Linked DNA regions of Mus musculus: region 2 is linked to region 1. Evidence: chromatin contacts called from public Hi-C data. All regions are on one chromosome and are shown on one strand. The core of a region is the stretch at or near the end of the contact, and the rest is flanking DNA. Distances in the headings are between cores, read along the strand shown. Region 1 has its middle 6.7 kb from the start of 1700023C21Rik. Region 2 overlaps Abca9 (ATP-binding cassette, sub-family A (ABC1), member 9).

Region 1 (5,311 bases), core at 1,716-4,215:
TATATGAAATGTCACTGGGCTTTGATGTTCATCTAAATTTATTAGAACAGACAATCAGTACGTCCTCCAGAGGAGGAATCTACCCCCTCCCCCACCTTAGCATGATTGGACTACTGTTCTCCTCCGTATGGAAAGAGTGAATAAGATTACAATGATCTTTTAGCTTAAGGTTATGTGTGACAACTGCAACTCTCTGCATTAGTTAGCCTCTCCTTCCTATAACAAAATGCTTGGGGATGGTTAATTTTATCTTTTACAAAGAAAAAAGAAAAAAGAAAACAACCAAACCCAAACAAAAATCATTAAACATATAGGACCAATAATAACAAGATTTAGAGACAACCCTACCTAATGGTTGCTTCTAAACCTCAAGATCCATGTAGTTAAAGAGACTTGTTGAAATTTTAAGGAGACAAAATACAACTAATTTGATTGACTTGAGCCCCATTAGATGAAGCGGACTCATCTCTTAAGACTTGGCTCTGCTTGCATCCTCCTGGAAGGTGCTGTGCAGAATGAGTGCCATCCACACAGCCTGGTTTGCAAGTGTGTTCCTCTTTGAGCCTTTGCCACCAGAGGCAGAGCTCAGTGACCCCATGAACACAGCACGAAGGGTCATGAAGGTCTTCTCATTAGCAAAAAGCCCTGAACAGCTGAGAGTTGTAGGAATCGAGGATACGATGTGAAAGTATTGCCCACAGAATCCATCAGATCCACATCAGAGTCCTCCCTACTCATCCTGCGTCCCATGATTCCGTGGCTGTCTCTCCCACCACCTGTGTATAAAGAGCCTTCACTCCTCCTCTGAGGGAGAAGACCAGGAAAGCCGGGCTTACTCTTCTGCACCTGTCCTCTCAAGCTGTTTGAAATGTCCTTGGCTGGGTCATACGAGCACTGAGGACCTCCCGCCCCTGTTGTTATCATGAGGATGATGCAACTGATCTAAGCAGAGTGTGGTGTCTGCCAGACCCTACACTTGGAACTTCGTGTATTCATTGCACTCATTCCACACAGCGCCTTTTAAAGTTGGCTTTACTCTCCCCATTCCACAGAGGAGAAAACTGAGGCCTTGAGGGGTTTAATCCCTGTTCAACATCGCCCAGCTGCCAGAATCGGACACCACTGTTGTGTTTTATAAAGAAATAAGGAGAGAAGAAATATGTTTGGTGGAGGTGAGGTAAGGTATGGGGGAAGAGAGTGCCTCTGTGGGCCCATGCTGAGGCATTCCGAAGCTGAGAGAGAGAGAGAGAGAGAGAGAGAGAGAGAGAGAGAGAGAGAGAGAGAAGGGTAGAGGCTGGTCATGAGCACTTGGAGAGAGAGGGGGAGGGGAATGGAGAGGGGGGGGGGTAAGGGACAAGAGGACAGAGCAAGAGCAAGAAGGCAAGAGAGAGAGGAGAGAGAGGAAGAGGCCAAGCAGCCCCTTTTATAGTGAGTCAGTCACACCCGGCTGTTGCCAGGTAACCATGGGGCGGAGCCTAGTCTAAATGCCAACGCACCCCTCCCAAAGCCCCTGTAGCTTCGGCTACCCACCAGCCTCCACCGCTGCTCTCTCCTAACAGACCAACTAAAAGGTGAAATTACAGCGAAGGAGGAGGAAGAGGTGTTACAGAGAGGCAAGAATGTTCCGAATAACTTTTTTTAAATGAATTGTCTTGAGAGGCATTAGGAAGCATGGAATTTTGAGTTGGAGCGACGCGATGAAGACATTTCGGCTGTGTTACGCTGCGGATAGGGTTGACGGACCCGGGCTGGGAATGAATTCACCAAAGACATTGGAGTGAGGAAATGGTTTATTAGATGCAGTGACACAGCACAGCAGGGAAGAATTCAGGGGCCGAGTCTACACAGCATCCCAAGGGGCTCCTTTTATGAGAGGGGAGCTTCTAGGGATTCATTCAGGAGGTGTCTCAATGTCCTGGTGTCCTGTGATAATTGTGTCTGGGGCTTTCGGTAGTTAGTGATGTCCTAGCCTTGAGACAATGATAGTGTTGTCCTGCATCAGAAACAGCTCAGCACAACTGAACCGGTATCCTGGTGTCCCTATTCTGCAGCTAGGGCTTGTGTGTGACAAACACTCTGAGGGGACAATGGCCCTGTTTGGAGACAGCAGTGGCCGTGCTCTCAGCCCTGCTTGCTCCAAGGCAAGCCATCTTGTTCTATGACTAGAATGGTTCAGCACAGCACCTCCTTTTCCCCAGAACACTGCCAATGGGTTAAATCGTATTATAAAAGGCAAAATGTATATCTGAAGCATGAGAAACTGCCTGCGTTATCTGTTGCTGTGTATCAAATTACTCGAACATTTAGTTAGACAGTGTGTGTGTGTGTGTGTGTGTGTGTGTGTGTGTGTGTGTGTGTGACCTCACGGTTTGTAATGGCAAGGAATTTTGGAATATCTTAGCTAGGTGCTTCTGACTCAGGGCTACTCGTGAGGTCCAAGCTGTCAGACAGGAAGTCTGTCATCAAGCCCAGATCTGTTTCTGAGCTCATGCACAGGACGATGAAAGAAGGTGTTAGTCCCTGCCACTTGGGCCTCTCCATAGGTTGCTTGAGACTTGGCAATGGCTGCAAGCCATATATTCTGCCTAAAACTGTGTAACTGTCAGGGTACAGAGAGCAGACACAAAGGTGACTAGTGGAAGGGAGATGCCACATGAGGCCATCTTGCAGGCTGGCTACATGGCTGCTCTGTCCAAGGAAAAACTAACAGGAGACTGTTTTCTTCTGTGAATGTGGCAGTGTTGTTCAGCATACACCCCAGCCCTGCTTCTGAACTGAATACTGAAATGTTCGGAAGCAGAAAAGCTACGTGGAGAGATCGCTCAGTTGGTAAAGGGTGAGCATGAGGGCCTGGGCTCACTCCTTAGAACCTGTGTAAAAAAAATTCCCAGTGTGGTGGCATGCGCTTAAATCTCAGCACTGAGAAGTCAGGGACAGGCAGGCCTCTTTGGGTCAGGGACAGGCAGGCCTCTTTGGATCAGGGCCAGCTGGCCAGGCCTACGGCAGAGCTCATGCCAGGGAGAGACCTTGTCTCAAAAACATCAACAAGAAAAAAAATAAAACAGACATGATGAGCAGCTCCCAGGAACAAATGATACCTGAGGTTGACCTCTGACCTCTGACCTCCGCAGGCACATGCACACACACACACATATATATATATATACATGCACTCACACACAAGTGTGTGTAATGAGAGTTTGGGTTTCTTTAAAAACCCCAGTTGTATGACTATGTTTTTGTTTTAATCCCAAGTGTGGACTATGGGGCTGCTTCAGTTTGTCCACAGCCATTAAGTAGGATTATCTCGTGTTGGGGGTGGGGGTGATGGCAAGATTTTTGCCAGCTGCAGATAGTTGAATTCTGGGGACTCTAGAGAGAATATAAATGAGAGAGCCTGAGAGGGTCTTCGGCAGTGGCTGCTGCCCCCGCGGATGCCCCTCCAGGTGCTGCCCTCACTGTGTTTGCTATTGCTAGGTTGCTGGATATTTTAACAATGAAGAGTGGACTTGTCCCAAGAAATACAATGACCACAATCAGCAGGACGTAGCCTACAGAGGTCTATGCCCCCCTTCTGCTCTAACCTTCGTTCTCACCTACCTAGTGTTTGGGAACTGGAAGGGATTGGGATAGAAAAGGGGTTGGGGAAGTAGAGGTATAAGAACCCAATAAAATAATAAAAATGAATACACCAACTGTGGGGTGGGGTGGGGTGTTGTATATGCTTGGTCCAGGGAGTGGCACTATTAGTAGGTATGGCCTAACCTACCACAGACCAGAAGTAGGGGGAAAAGAAGGATAATAGGAAAAGGGAGTTGTGGACCTGTTTAAAAATAGTTCCTTGGGGGCGATTCTACTCTTTGTTGTCAGGATACCAGCGGTCCAGTTCAATAGCAAACACCAAACATGAATCAATAGTAGTGGTATGATCCAGCAGAAACAGCAAGGATCCGCCAAATCCAATTGGCAGGAGTCAGTGGAAGTGGCCAGAATTAACCATAACAACACAAGAAGTTCTTTGGTGCATTTCTCTCTATGAAGTAAAGACCAGCAAAAACACAGGAAGACCAGGGAAGACCAGCAAAGACTAGGGAACACCAGGGAAGAAGTGAAGAAGCCAGAATCGACACCAATGAAGACCAGGGAAGATCAGAGAAGACCACTGAAGAAGCAAAGCAGCAAGGCCAGCAAAGACCAGTGAAAAGGCTAAGAAGCAAGAAACAAGACCAGCAAAGAAGTGAAACGTTGATGGTACATCAATGCAAGAGCTTCCTCCTGCTGATGGCGGGTTCCATTTGTATTCTTTCTAACCATCACACACCCTCTCAAGTGTCTGTTTCCAGCAAGACATCACATACCCTCTCACAAGACAGCTTCTGGAAAAACATGATGTGACACAACTGACTTGTTAACAAAACCAGAAATTTCCACTTCAGGAGGGAAGAGGAGGGGAGGGAAGACAGGGTTTATCTGGATAAAGTCAAGTTTAGGAATCCCTGAAGAATTAGAGAAAACAGTTTCTTCGTTTATCTCCTTGCCCCTGGGATGCAGGATTGAGGAGAGATGCGTGAGTGTGACCGCCAGTGTGTTTAGGTGGCTGCTACCCACGCTCTCCCCAGGCTACCTCCCACTCCCAAAGCACAAACAAATGGACTAACGTCATTCCCTAGTCCTGAAAGTAAATACTGCTCTCAGTGATTCTCTAGTGGTTCCTACTGTCCCTTGAGGTCAGGACAATGTTCTGCAAGAATGGAAGAGGGACAGGGCCCTACACAGAAGCAGAATGGGACTGCTCAGTAGACCTCTGTTCTGTGGCCAAGACCTCCTAGGCTGTGGCCTGGCTTCCCTGGCTAAGCTGGAGCCACAGTGAGTTCCCAGAGGCCAGAGCCCCATGATTCCTCTAATCCGGAATCATACAGTCCTCTTACTGCTACAGGCTGCAGTTTCCCTGAACCTTTGTGTCGGCTTCCGCATCTGAACCGTCACCTACCTCGACACCACAACCCCTCAAAGCCCCCGCCACGATCTGAAATATGTTCATTTTTTTCTTTGCTTTCTGTTGCTCCCCCACAATCATGCCATTAGAATATTTTCCAGGAACCACAATAACAACACTTCCAGGCCTTTGATAAATATTTGTCGACACAGATGTTCCTTTCATTGAGCCATTCTCCATATCTCCTCCGTCCAGTCTCGCCTTTCACCTCTGCCATCTTGGTTCAAGACCTCCATCTTCTGAGCCATGTAGTTTCTCCAAGGTTTTTTTTTTTAACTAAAAATAATTTCTTTCTCACACAATATATTCTGATCC
Region 2 (5,311 bases), core at 956-3,455, 290 kb before region 1:
ATGAAGCCATACCTGTGCTATTGTCAACGCTTTGACTTCCAAAGAGCTACACATCCCAAAGATCCTTATCTTTGCTCAAATTTTGAATATAGCTCACCTGATGTTTTGTTTTGATATTATAGGGAATTAATTCAGGTAGACTGTGCAACCTCTACAGCATAATAGAACTTCAACTCATTAAAAGTCTGTGTGCTTTTTTTTTTTCTTTAAGACAGAGCATTATTTTATAAGTCAGTCTGGCCTGGAACACAAGATGTATCCCAGGCTGGCCTTAGACTTCGACACTTCCTGCCTGTGTTCTGAGTGCTGTGATCATGGGCATGCGTCACCATGCGTCACGTCTGTGGGCTTTTAAAACAGGTCTCATCATTTCATTCTCTTTTCCTCTTCTTTGGAAACTTCAAGCATCCTGGATTATGCAACTCTTCCTTTTCTTAGGAACCAACCTTACGCTGTAATTAGTGTTGCCATCCTTGCTTTATTACCAAAGACATGGACTCTGTGACTTGCATACTTGCACAGGAGCTCCGTGTAAATGACACAGATGGGACCTCACTCCGAGTGTCTTGACTCCAAAGCACAAGTCCGTTTGATCTGATGTGGGATCTTCCACCAAGGATTTCATCTCCAACTTTCCTCTTCAGTCATCTGTCACCGTCTGTACACATGGCTGCTTGTATCCACACACTGGCTACTCCCTCTGTTTATGTTCTGTTGGGGTACAGTGGGCAGAGATGCTGCCTCTCATGGGATGCCCGGGATGCTTCTGACAGTGCCTGTGCAAAACAAAAAGAAAACCAAAAAAACAAAAACAAAACCCTCTAAGTTTCATCAGGCCTCCCCCAATTGCTGCAATTTCCTCCAAACTTTTTTTTTCTTTTCTACAGGATCAAAAATCTTAAAAAAGAATATTCTGGAAAGCATGGGAAAGTAGAAGCCTTGAGAGGTATGAAATAGGATTGCATTTAATGTGGGTGTGTGAGTTAGAGAATGAAGATGAGCGATTGTAGACACATTTTAAGGTTGCTCTTGTTTTTGAAGATTAGTACTCACACGCATATATGCAGTGAGAAACTGTAAGCTGTGGAGACTATAAAATGGTTATGCAAGTACTGAGTGTAATATCTCTGCAATCATGTCAGGTCTGGGGTTTGACATATATGAAGGCCAGATCACTGCCCTCCTTGGTCACAGTGGAGCTGGGAAAACCACCCTGATAAATACACTCAGTGGACTGTCACCCCCTACTACAGGTAAGAGGACACTTATTCAAAGACAAGCTCAAGGGCAAATGAATAGTCTGTGCTTTCCCTTAAACTTGGTGCATCATGTTGTTAAGACAAAACAAAACAAAACAAAACAACCAAAATCATCCTGGAGTTTTGTGTAAAGCTTTTGTGTTGAATTCCATGACATGTTTCCCCAATAGTAGGTGCTATTTTTATGTTTTTGTATGGCAATTGAAAACTTTCTTTAGAAGTTTAAGCTATTTTTACATAATTGTATACATTTGTGAAAATGTGCTTGATATAAGTGGCTTTATAATTATCCAGTTATTAATTAACATTTCTGCTTGATAAGGCATTGTTCTGAACATTGAATCTATTCTTTTGCACTCTCTGTCTCTGCCTCTCTGTCTCTCCTGTCTCTCTATATCTCTTTGTTTCTGTCTCTCTCTGTCTCTCTCTGTCTCTCTCTGCCTCTCTTTGTCTCTGTCAGTCTCTGTCTCTCTGTCTCTGTGTCTCTCTCTGTCTCTCTTTGTCTCTGTCAGTCTCTGTCTCTCTGTCTTTCTCTGTCTCTGTCTCTGTCTCTCTGTGTCTCTCTGTCTCTGACTCCGTCTCTGTCTCTCTCTCTGTAGTATATGGGTAGGTGTTGGTGAGCCTGCCAGGGTGAGTACATGTTGAGGTTGCGATGCCTTCCTCAATTTCTTCTCTACCCTTTTGTTTTAAATTATTCTTTATCTTAAAAACTCTTTATTTTTGAAAGTTTCGTATATGTGCACAGTGTATCTGGGGCACATCCATTCCACACTTCTGCCCACCAGCACCTCCCAGTCCCACCCCAATCTCTCTCTCTCCCTCCCAACTTTATGCTCCATGTCTTTAAAAAAAATACAGTAACTCATAAATACAAGTAGTCTTGCCCTTACGCACATGTGTGTGTACTTATCCTCTGGGACAGAGGCAACATACCAATAGCCATGATCTTCACACACAAGCAAAGTAATTCTGCCTCTCTTAGAAGCTATTAGCTTCTCAGCTTGAGGTGGGGCATTGGGAACTCCTTTCCCATCTATAATGCAAGTTTTAAGTCTCTTCATATTGCCTTCACCTTATTAGAGACAAGGCTTTTCCCCTAACTGCTGCATAACAAACACTTCACCTGCTGTGTGTTGCAAATCTGCTTGAGTGAATCCTGTAACTTACATAATTCACACCGCATCTGTCTGTCCATCTGTCCATCCATATGGTAATCCTGTACTTCCTCTGTACAGGTTCCGTCACCATTTATAACCAGACAGTTTCAGAGATGGACGACTCTGACGCCGTCCTCACGATCACTGGAGTTTGTCCACAGTCCAACGTACAGTTTGGCTTTCTCACCGTGCGAGAAAACCTCAGGCTTTTTGCCAAGATAAAGGGAATTTTGCCACATGAAGTGGAACAAGAGGTATGTGAACAAGTCCACGGTTTTGTAACAGTGGAAGTGAAATTGGCCGCCTAGAGAGTTTTAAATGTGCTTGTGTTGTCTGGATACTTCCATCTTCTAAAGTTAGGCCCAGAAGCTCTTTATAAAGGTAGAAAACTTTTTTAAAGGTAAGGAAGTCATGGTGGATCATGCCTGCCGAGGCAGGAGTCTTGCTAAAGTTCAAGCCAGCCTGGACTACAAAGAAAGATTTGGTCTCATTTAAAAGTAGAAATATCTTGGGTTTTACACTAAATGTTCTTCCTCATTTTGTTAGGTACAACAAGTTCTACAGGACTTAGAAATGGAAAATATTCAAGACATTCTTGCTCAGAATTTAAGTGGCGGACAAAAAAGGAAGTTGACTCTTGGGATCGCCATTTTAGGAGACCCCCAGGTAAGTGGATAAAAATAACTCGTGACATCCAATCAGAGACTCAGAAACTAACATATTGGATAAATTTGCAAATGATACATTTAAGAAAACTTTTACATACGAATACCAATACCAATACTCTTACAACTACAGTATTTTCTAGAATCATCTTACGCCAGAGAAATAAATGGCCCTGTAACGTTTTCTCTGCTGTTCAGGTTTTGCTCCTGGATGAACCAACTGCTGGGTTGGATCCACTCTCGAGGCATCGCATATGGAACCTACTGAAAGAGAGGAGAGCAGGCAGAGTAATTGTCTTCAGTACTCAGTTCATGGATGAGGCTGATATCCTGGCCGGTAACTATAGTTTTCTTTTGAGTTTCATAGTGACAAAGTAGGACTTAACATGGGTTACAAGTAGGCCCCTTAGACACATCTCACAAGTGACAGCCACAACCAACACAGGAGAATATCTCTTATCTGCTTCAATCTCTGTGTCCCCAATGCTTTGTCCTATGGAAGCAGTCTGATCCCATCACAGAGAGGTGATGTCGTCTCAAACATGGTTTAGTCCATGTGGATAGATGTCAGTAAGCTTGAAAGACACTGTATATATGCTTAACATTCCTAAATATGCAGATAATAAGTGAACCTAACTCGTCATTTCTGTTATCAGAGGGCCGAGAAAGTCTCAAAGTTAGTATGCGTCATGCTTCTACAGCATTCTTTGTTCCTGGGTTTTGATTTTTGCATTTATGAATACTGAAGAAACCACTAATACAATTTTAACTTTTGGTTCTTCTCAACTAGACAGGAAGGTGTTTATATCCAATGGGAGACTGAAGTGTGCGGGCTCTTCTCTGTTCCTGAAGAAGAAATGGGGCATTGGCTATCATCTAAGGTACAGCTCTCAGGGCTGGAGACAGACACATGGCAGGCACACTGGTGATAGGTTCCAACAGTATCAGGTCAAGATAGACCTACATCTATATAGTTGGCTCCAATGGACATGTTAGAACTAACTTACACATGAGCTTAGCAAGAACATAAGATACATAGTGTCATAGACACTGAAAATCAGTCTTCATGTAGGTGTGAAGAGAATATTTTTCATAATGCATTGCTTCTGAGAGTAACTTCTTGGTATTTTGACCTTTTCTCTCATCTTATCTCAGAGTGGATTTCTGTTCATCTAGATGATTTCTATACTCTTGGTTCTCCCTGGCTTCATGTTTGCCACCTTCCTCTTGGGTCTCTTTCATTTCAGGATAATCACGTGATGGCTGTAAAATCTTAATTTTTTTTTTTAAAATGACATCATCCTGGAGATTCAATAGACACCACTATTACTTTCTTTGATTTCTTAAGCTCATCAAACCTACAGTGCCACACTGTCCACTGTTACATGTGGGTTAAATACTTTCCCTCCAATTAAAAGGTACTACCATTGTTCTCTCGGCAAGTCTATGTGTGGATCTTTGTAGTTGCCTTGTTTCTGTCTTATGGAATGTATCTGTTTCATCAGCCTTCATCACACTCAGCCGTGTACAAACCTTACCCATGTATCTGTGTATGTCTCTGTGTGGGCGTGTACATATGTGTATGGTGTTCACACAGGCCCCAAGGGGGCATCAGATACACAGAGCTAGTTATAGGTAGTTGTGAGTGGCCAGATGAGGGTGCTCAGAACCCAACCCACATTTCCTGTAAGAGTAGCAATTTGCTCTTAACTGCTGAGCCATCTCTTCAGCCCCCCTATCTGTTCTTGGAGGCCATTTCTGAATATTTTATCCTAAATGAGTATCCTGTGTGCTAGAATTTAAAATGCACTAATTCAAATTGGGCTTAATCAATTAATTTGGTCTTCATTAACTTCGTTTGTAAATCAGCAGCAATAGTACCTTTTTTATTTTTTATTTTTAGTTAACGGTAATGAAATGAGTTCTTGACAGGGTACAGTGTACTTAATTGAATGGACACAGTTTCCCACTCTCTCACTTTTTCGGATATCCTCTTGCTTTGTATTATCATTATGCTATAAGCTATTTTAGGGAAGGGGCTAAAATTTCTTCTGCTTTGTGTCTTTGATAGTACTAGGCACAGCACATTTAAAGCACAGAACAGTTTTCAAACTAACTTTAGGTTTATCTAACCAGTGAAGTGTGATAATTTGTACCACTCTGTCACCTCCGTACGTTTGTACATTTCAGTGGATATGGCTAACAATAGTTTCTAAAAAATTCCAAATTT

Evidence for each region. Hi-C and Micro-C count contacts between places; a contact is called where the count stands out from the background.
Region 2: a contact with region 1 is called in a Hi-C map of liver, with 4 times the contacts expected there. The contact joins two enhancer-like sites. A contact is called at or near these places in 1 of 15 datasets of contacts at CTCF or cohesin (the NIH/3T3 cell line), 1 of 484 Hi-C or Micro-C datasets (liver) and 1 of 9 other capture datasets (embryonic stem cells).

Annotation. Positions count from the first base shown.
Region 1 is chr11:109,849,900-109,855,210 of GRCm38.p6, reverse strand. No RefSeq gene overlaps it. Among named protein-coding and RNA genes, the nearest start is that of 1700023C21Rik, 6.7 kb to the right of the region's middle. Within about 2 kb of position 2,965, at least 17 of the 459 cell types and tissues checked have an H3K27ac peak or open chromatin away from gene starts, as enhancers often do. A contact at or near this core is called in liver, where this site is marked.
Region 2 is chr11:110,142,850-110,148,160 of GRCm38.p6, reverse strand. Abca9 (ATP-binding cassette, sub-family A (ABC1), member 9) reads left to right here. Exons shown (of 39, transcript NM_147220.2): 11 at 888-946; 12 at 1,143-1,253; 13 at 2,495-2,670; 14 at 2,963-3,082; 15 at 3,280-3,418; 16 at 3,872-3,962. Among named protein-coding and RNA genes, the nearest start is that of Abca9, 23 kb to the left of the region's middle. Within about 2 kb of position 2,205, at least 4 of the 459 cell types and tissues checked have an H3K27ac peak or open chromatin away from gene starts, as enhancers often do. A contact at or near this core is called in liver, where this site is marked.